Regions from separate parts of the Mus musculus genome. Here region 2 is linked to region 1. Evidence: chromatin contacts called from public Hi-C data. All regions are on one chromosome and are shown on one strand. The core of a region is the stretch at or near the end of the contact, and the rest is flanking DNA. Distances in the headings are between cores, read along the strand shown.

Region 1 (3,730 bases), core at 396-2,895:
TGAGCTCTGGATGTCCATCTGTCTCTACTGGGGTTATAGATGCACACAGATATGACTGGGGATGGGGTTCCAAACTCAAATCCTTAAGCTTGTGTGGCTTCACACACCATGCCCTTGCCTAGCCCCAGTTCTGGATTCTGTAGTGCCCTGGAGACATGTTCCTACCCCACTCACCCTGGAGTGAGAGGCACAGGGCTAACTTTTCCCTGAAGAGACCGTCTCCTGCGGGCAGACCTGTGCCCCAAGGATGGCAGCAGTTACAGGGAGATAGAGTAGTGAGCTTCATTTCAGGGCTGGATGGAGCTAAATAGAATCCAGGGAGTCTCCTGTAGGTTGTGGAACATCATGGATTCTCCACGATGAGAGCTGAGTCACCTGCTTCTCCAGCTCAAGACCTGCTTTGCCTGGACAGTCACCATTGGTCTCTTTCAGCATTCACTATGGTAGCATCCTCAGTGTTCTGTGTCCAGCAGGGGGCTCTATGGATATTCTGTAGTCCGAGGGCTTGTTGTCAAAGGTGGGCTTGGAGAAACACATCAAAAGACAGGCTGGGTCCTGCTGGCGTCAATATTTTCCCAGAATGCCTTTCATGCCCTCCATGGTCAGGGTTTTATTCCTGTTATTCTTCCCATCACGAATGCAAGAATGACGTCACACTTGTAGAGTCAAAGCCTGGGATTGTGAGTCAGAATCTGGATCTTTGAATCCTTAGTCCCTGGAATGGCTGTGTCTGCAGGGAGGGCAGATCCTTAGCGCAGCGCACAGCACCAAAGGGTCTCTCTCGTCTCAAGATACAGAATGGGAACTTTGTTTCCACCTTTGTCCTCAGTGGGATCTGGAAAATGAAGGTCTATGCCACCATGCCTCTGGGGGTATAAAGCAGGTGATGTGTGTTGTTATTCCACAAGGAGTAGCGGTTTGTTGCAAAGTGTGCCCCCAGGAGGTTAAAACTGTAACAGTTACTCCAGACCTGGTCCTTAATAGTGCTCGCTTTAAGGATGTTAGCAACACAGTACTGGCTTTTCATTTGGTTGGGTTTCCAGAGGGAATGTCGGTGGCCGTATGTGGACAGAACGGCAGGCTGCTCTTCTCGGAAGCTCTTCCAGGTCAGTAGCTGGAGGAACCAGGCTGCCTAGGCACCAAGGCCAGATGCCCAGGGAAGGTGCTGACAAGAATGAGGCAGAGAGCCTGTTGCTGGGGCTTAGGCTAATTGTACCTGGCAGCTCGTCAGTCCTGCCTTCCGTTCTGCTGGCCCTGGGAAGGCCGATCACGTTTCTGTCCTCTGACTAAGCTGCAATGTGTCTTCTTTGGAGGCCTGACAGATTTCACCCCCCACCCCACCACCCACCCCCAATGGAACCCCGATGGCTTGCATTTGACAGCTTGGTTGAGCTCTTAGTGGGGCAAGGGGAAGTAAGATGGGGGTAGTAATGGCAGGGTGTGTGTGGGTGTGGGTGATGGTAGGATGTGTGTGTGTGTGTGGGGGGGGTGATGGTGGGGTGTGGATTTCTAGAGGGAGGGCACTTTCCGAAGCCTGGAAACCATCTCTGAGTTGGAAACAGAGCAAGCAGGAATGTTCAGCTGTTCGTGGGTCATTCTGACCTCCCCCACCCTGAGGCCAGGGCACACATGTGCTTCTGGAGAGAGACTCTTGCCAGCAGGAATCAGATAGCAGAGTGCTCTGCCTCTCCTCCCGGGTTCCTGACCAAGCTAGGTTCCTCCCCAGCCAACACACTGAGCCCCGTCTCATGCTTCCCAGGCTCTTTCCCCAACACTCGGTCATAACAGGGCTCTCCAGACACACCTTGCTGGGGGACCATGCCACTCACCTGCCTAACCATGTCCTCAGTTTACTGTGGCTCTTGGGCGCTTGTCCAGGTTTGTATCTCTATGGTCAAGGAGGCCCTGTGTGACCTGACCTAGCTTTTCTCTTCCCAGCAACGTCATCTAACACTTGAGCATTCCTTTCAGAGAGAGGAGGGTGTGAGCGCTCAGTGTGTGTGTGTGTGTGTGTGTGTGTGTGTGTGTGTGTACAAGTACACATTCGTTTCTGCATGTGGAACTCAGAGGACAACTGAAACTTCCCAGTGTCATTCTCTGGTACCTTCCCCCTTTCATTTGGAATAGGGTCTCTCATTGGCCAGTAACATCCTGGTGCCTTCCCCCTTTCATTTGGAATAGGGTCTCCCATTGGCCAGGAACATCCCTACGTTTCCCAGATTAGCTCTGCCTCCCCATTTCCCCTGTCAATGGGATTACAAGCCTATGTGGGTTCCCCTCCAACCCTAGATTTTTATGTGAGCTCTGAGAATCTGAACTCAGGCCCTCATCCTTGCAAGGCCAGAGCTTTACTGACTGAGACATCACTGCCTTCCCAACCCCCACCCCGCATATTCCCCAGTCTTCTCTGCCCACAGATCTCTAAATGTCTCCTGCCTCCCTTCCTATCTCAGCTGAGCAGCCCTCTCTCCCCACCCAAGGTCATTGCCCTTGTAAGTCTTTGTTGTGAGGACCTGGACATTGCCTCTCTGTGTTCTCTATGCTTCCAGTGGCCTGCGTAGATAGGACCCATGTGCCGTTCCACTTAGAATCTGGGATGTCATAGGTATACAGCAGGGGCTGCTCGTGTGTTCTTGTACCCGACTCTTCACATTGCCACAGGTGACCATGCTCTTGGGGCCAAGTAGAAGCCAGGATATCCCCCAGCAGCTGACACCATCCGGCTGGTCTAAGTAACAAGGCAGTATCTTCCACATGTCCCTGAAAAATCCAGTGTATAGGTTTGTCCATCTTGCCCCTGCGCCGGGATGTGCTCTGTCACTTCGTGGACAAACCCTGCCCCCTGCTGGCTTTCTGGTAGCATTAGCTACCAGGGCATGGATGATGAAGGGGAGGGAGGAGTCTGCATGTGGGGATGGGGATGGGGGTGGGGGTGGGAGGGGACATGCATTCCTCAGCTGAAGGTCAGAGCCCTTACAGACTGGGCTCTGTCCTGTGTCCTTCAGGTCCCGGAGTGGGAAGACCCCAAGCTGTACTGACTCCGTGGGCTGGTCCATCCCTGTCTCTCCCCCACATACACTCCTGGTCTGGTTTGAGACTGTCTCCTCCCAGCTAAGACACTGACCCATAAGGAGTAATACACCTGCTGACACATGGAGAGGGCTTCGTTAGTTAGTTCACACATGGCTGTGGCTAACACACCTGAGAGAATTAATCCAGTAGAGGATAGGCTTCTTTGGGATTTTGTAGACTGTAGTCTCGGGGATACCCACATGTGGGCAGAGTGCCATGGTGAAGGCAAGACAGGAAAAGAGGGGAGCAATTTACTTCATGGCAGATGGGGCAGAGAGCACAGGGTGCTTCCAGTCCCCACAGCGCCCCCCCCCCCATTTTCATCATTAATTGCCTGATAGACATTGTGGCTCACATTCAATATACATTGTCACCCCATCCTCCATCAGCAGTTCTGGGAGGTGGGACTGTCCCCTGCCTCCTTGATGTAAGCACTGGGCTCAGTGTCCACCGAGTCTCACTTCTTTTTCATATCTAGGGGTCGGACCCCTCTTGAACCCATTTTATAGGCAAGTAAACTGAGGTTCAGCAAGGTGGACTCTATTATCCCAAGACGATCCAGGAGTCAGAGGTGAGACCTGAATCCACACAGTTCTGAGCTAGAGCTGAGCCTTTGCTCTGACATCATGTATGGGACCTTTGTGGGTACAGGCTAGCC
Region 2 (3,730 bases), core at 315-2,814, 430 kb after region 1:
TAATTATGGCTTACTTCTCTTCTGTTGTCATAGTTATGATGCTGTGTATAACATATATAATATAGGCCTGCTGAATCTCTGTTTTCTAGTTTTTATTTGCATGGGTAACATATACAGATTATATACATATATACATATATACATATATACATATATACATACATACATACATACATACATATATACATATATACATATATACATATATACATACATACATATATACATACATATATACATACATACATATATACATACATACATATATACATATATACATACATACATATATACATACATACATACATACATACATATATACATACATACATATATACATATATACATACATACATACATACATATATACATATATACATATATACATATATACATATATACATACATACATATATACATACATACATACATACATACATACATATATACATACATACATATATACATATATACATACATACATACATACATACATACATATATACATATATACATATATACATATATACATATATACATATATACATATATACATATATACATATATACATATATACATATATACATATATACATATATACATATATACATATATACATATATACATATATACATATATACATATATACATATATACATATATACATATATACATATATACATATATACATATATACATATATACATATATACATATATACATATATACATATATACATATATACATATATACATATATACATATATACATATATACATATATACATATATACATATATACATATATACATATATACATATATACATATATACATATATACATATATACATATATACATATATACATATATACATATATACATATATACATATATACATATATACATATGTTTCTTGTTTTTTTTCCCCCTTTTGGACACAGAGTCTCGCTACATAGCCCAGGCTAATCTTCCAATGCCTGATCCTCCTGCCTTAGCCTCCTGAGTGTTGAACTCACAGGCCTTTACTATCTTACCTGTCTTTTTTCTGGATTTACACAATGACCCACAAATTGGTTGGGCCAAATTAAAAGGTATTCCTCATAACACAGTGAAAAGACGCATAAGCATCTGGGTCACTGTGAAAATACAGGCGGGTCACCCGTGCACCCTCTGAGACAGCTAGCTGCGCATAGGAGATCGAAAAATCCACATGTCACACGAATCCACATTGACACATAACCACACCACTGGAGAGTGTGACACCCACCTGCATGTTAACCCAGCCATGTACATACCTAAGGCTCCTGAGCCACTCCACTTAAAGCCCCTGTGTCCTGATCCTAAGGACAGGGTCTCTCACCGCTATGGCACTTGGCTGGTGTGTTTCTTGGAGTGTCGGGACCTAGCCTGCCACCCGCCTCTGTGCAGAGACTGGATGTGGCAGGAACTTGGTAGTAATTTGCAGAGAAAAACCCAGCTCCCTGGGGAATATGCAGCCCCCGATTGGTCCGCTGGGCACCGCCCTGCCTTACGGTGGCAGAGTAGTCAGGGATTCGGTCCGCCAGCTATGAGGACTCTCTGGGACCAGGCTGGGCACCCTCCAGCTCGCACATGCCCTGAGGGCTAAGCTTAGGACAGCCTGTTTGTTCCTCTTCTGCCCTCCAAGTGGACTGGGAGACCGGGAGGGGGAGGGGGGCAGGACGGGGGACCAGCTCACTGGGACTTCCTATTTGCTAAAAGCTGCTGGTTCCCACAAATCCCAAAATAGAGTCCCTGGCAGAGATGTGGACTCTGAAACACAGAGACAGCTGCGAAGAAAAAGTGGGAGGGAGTGGGTAGGAGGGCCAGCAGCTTCTGCCTGGAGCTTCAGAGGGATTTCTGGGGCCTGCGGACACGGAGGGGAGTTCTCCATACTGTTATCCCCTTGTTTCCACCAGCACCCCGATTTAACCTCATCCGATAATGTTCTAGAGTGCTCCACAGAGAGGCTCGGTGTTTCTTCCCACTCACCGGAAGTTCTTCTCGGAGTTCAGTTGAAAGTCTACATGATGAAAAAAAAAAAAAAAAGAAAGTCTACATGAGGCAGCGATTTCCGTCCAAGGTCACACAGTCTCTTGATCGACTAGGACATAAATTCACCCTCGTTTTTAATCTAAGCAGATCCACAACCTTTTTAACGTATGATTTCTACCTAGCTTCCCTGGTTTGAGCGCTATGGTGAGCAGAGGGACCAACTAGATGCTGCCCACCCAGACTTGAAAGAGGCATCACCCACATGGCAGAGGGGAGCTCTGAAATGACAGGTTCCTAGAGAGGAGAGTTATTTTTCTTGGTGTCATGATTAAGACAAACAAACACACATGGCCAAGGACGAGCTAGTTGGCTCAGTAGATAAAGAGGCTTGTGATCAAGCCGGATGAACTAAGTTCAATTCCCAGGACCTACTTGATTACTTGATAAAAAGTGAGAACTGACTGTCCTATGTTGTCTTCTGACTTCTGTTCTTGAACCTTGGCCAGAGCACATACACGCACCATACACATAGACATATCACACACATATACCATATACACACACACACATACCACACACTCACATACACACACACAGATACACCTCATACCATAAATATACCACACATACAATACACAAATACATACACACACATAGACATACCAAACACACCACATACACATATGCACACCACACACATAGACACACCACACACCACACATACACCACATATATACCATACATACATACATACATACATACATACATACATACATACATACATACACCATATCGCGCCCCCCCCCACAGAGCACAAAAACATAATTTTTAAATCCTGGCTTAGATTTGTCACCCAGGGTGGACAGGTAGCACTTGGGTCTCAGTAGGACAGCAAGTTATAGGCAAAAAAAGGAGGTGTGAGGGAGACAGCTCCATCAGAAAACACTTGCATTACAAGCACTGCCACCCGAGTTCAGCCCACAGAGTTCATGTAAAAACAAAATCAGGCACAGTCACACAGGCTTGTAATCCCAGCATCAGGGAGGTGGAGACGGGTAGATTCCTGGCCAGCCAATCTCTACTTATTGGTGAGTTCCAGGTCAGTGGGAGACCCTAACCCCCACCTCCAATAAAATCAAGGTGGATGACTTCTGAGGAATGATATCTGAAGCTGCTCTCTTGTCTCTACATGGAGGAGACACAGGAGACATGTAAACACACACACACACACACACACACAAAGTAAACTAGAGATAGAGTCAGCCCTGATTGTGGCTGTCACCGTGAAGACTAGATGGCTCAGAAAACAAAATAAAACAAAGCAAGCAAGCAAACAAACAAACAAACAACAACGGACACAGGTAGTGGAGCCAGAGCAGTGCACGGAGTCCAAAGCTCAGAGTGAAGGTTTTCTCTGCAGCCAGCATCCCAACTCCACTCCCAACAGCCCCACCCATCCGTGTCAGGGGAGAAGGCACAGCTGGAGGATGGGATGCCTAAAGTTCCTAGTGAGGTTGAGCATCATCCACCCACTGCTCCCTCCACACTCTTCCCAGGGCATGGACCGTCATCCACAAGAGGAAGGGCTGTGAGGGATACACCAAGATGACACTCAGGAGAGAAAGCCCCTCCTCCCCACCCCACCCCACCCCGGTGGGATGCTGAAGAGGAAGAGTTGTGTGGAACATGGGCAGCTGCTAATCTCTCTGCCTCAG

Evidence for each region. A called contact is a pair of places that touch in the nucleus more often than the background predicts.
Region 2: a Hi-C map of muscle stem cells shows a contact between it and region 1, with 3 times the contacts expected there. The contact joins two enhancer-like sites. A contact is called at or near these places in 1 of 484 Hi-C or Micro-C datasets (muscle stem cells), 1 of 115 datasets of contacts at active chromatin or transcription factors (embryonic stem cells) and 1 of 9 other capture datasets (embryonic stem cells).

Annotation. Positions count from the first base shown.
Region 1 is chr5:118,811,421-118,815,150 of GRCm38.p6, forward strand. No RefSeq gene overlaps it. Among named protein-coding and RNA genes, the nearest start is that of Gm42015, 30 kb to the right of the region's middle. Within about 2 kb of position 1,646, at least 21 of the 459 cell types and tissues checked have an H3K27ac peak or open chromatin away from gene starts, as enhancers often do. A contact at or near this core is called in muscle stem cells, where this site is marked.
Region 2 is chr5:119,245,342-119,249,071 of GRCm38.p6, forward strand. No RefSeq gene overlaps it. Among named protein-coding and RNA genes, the nearest start is that of Gm7538, 47 kb to the left of the region's middle. Within about 2 kb of position 1,565, at least 25 of the 459 cell types and tissues checked have an H3K27ac peak or open chromatin away from gene starts, as enhancers often do. A contact at or near this core is called in muscle stem cells, where this site is marked.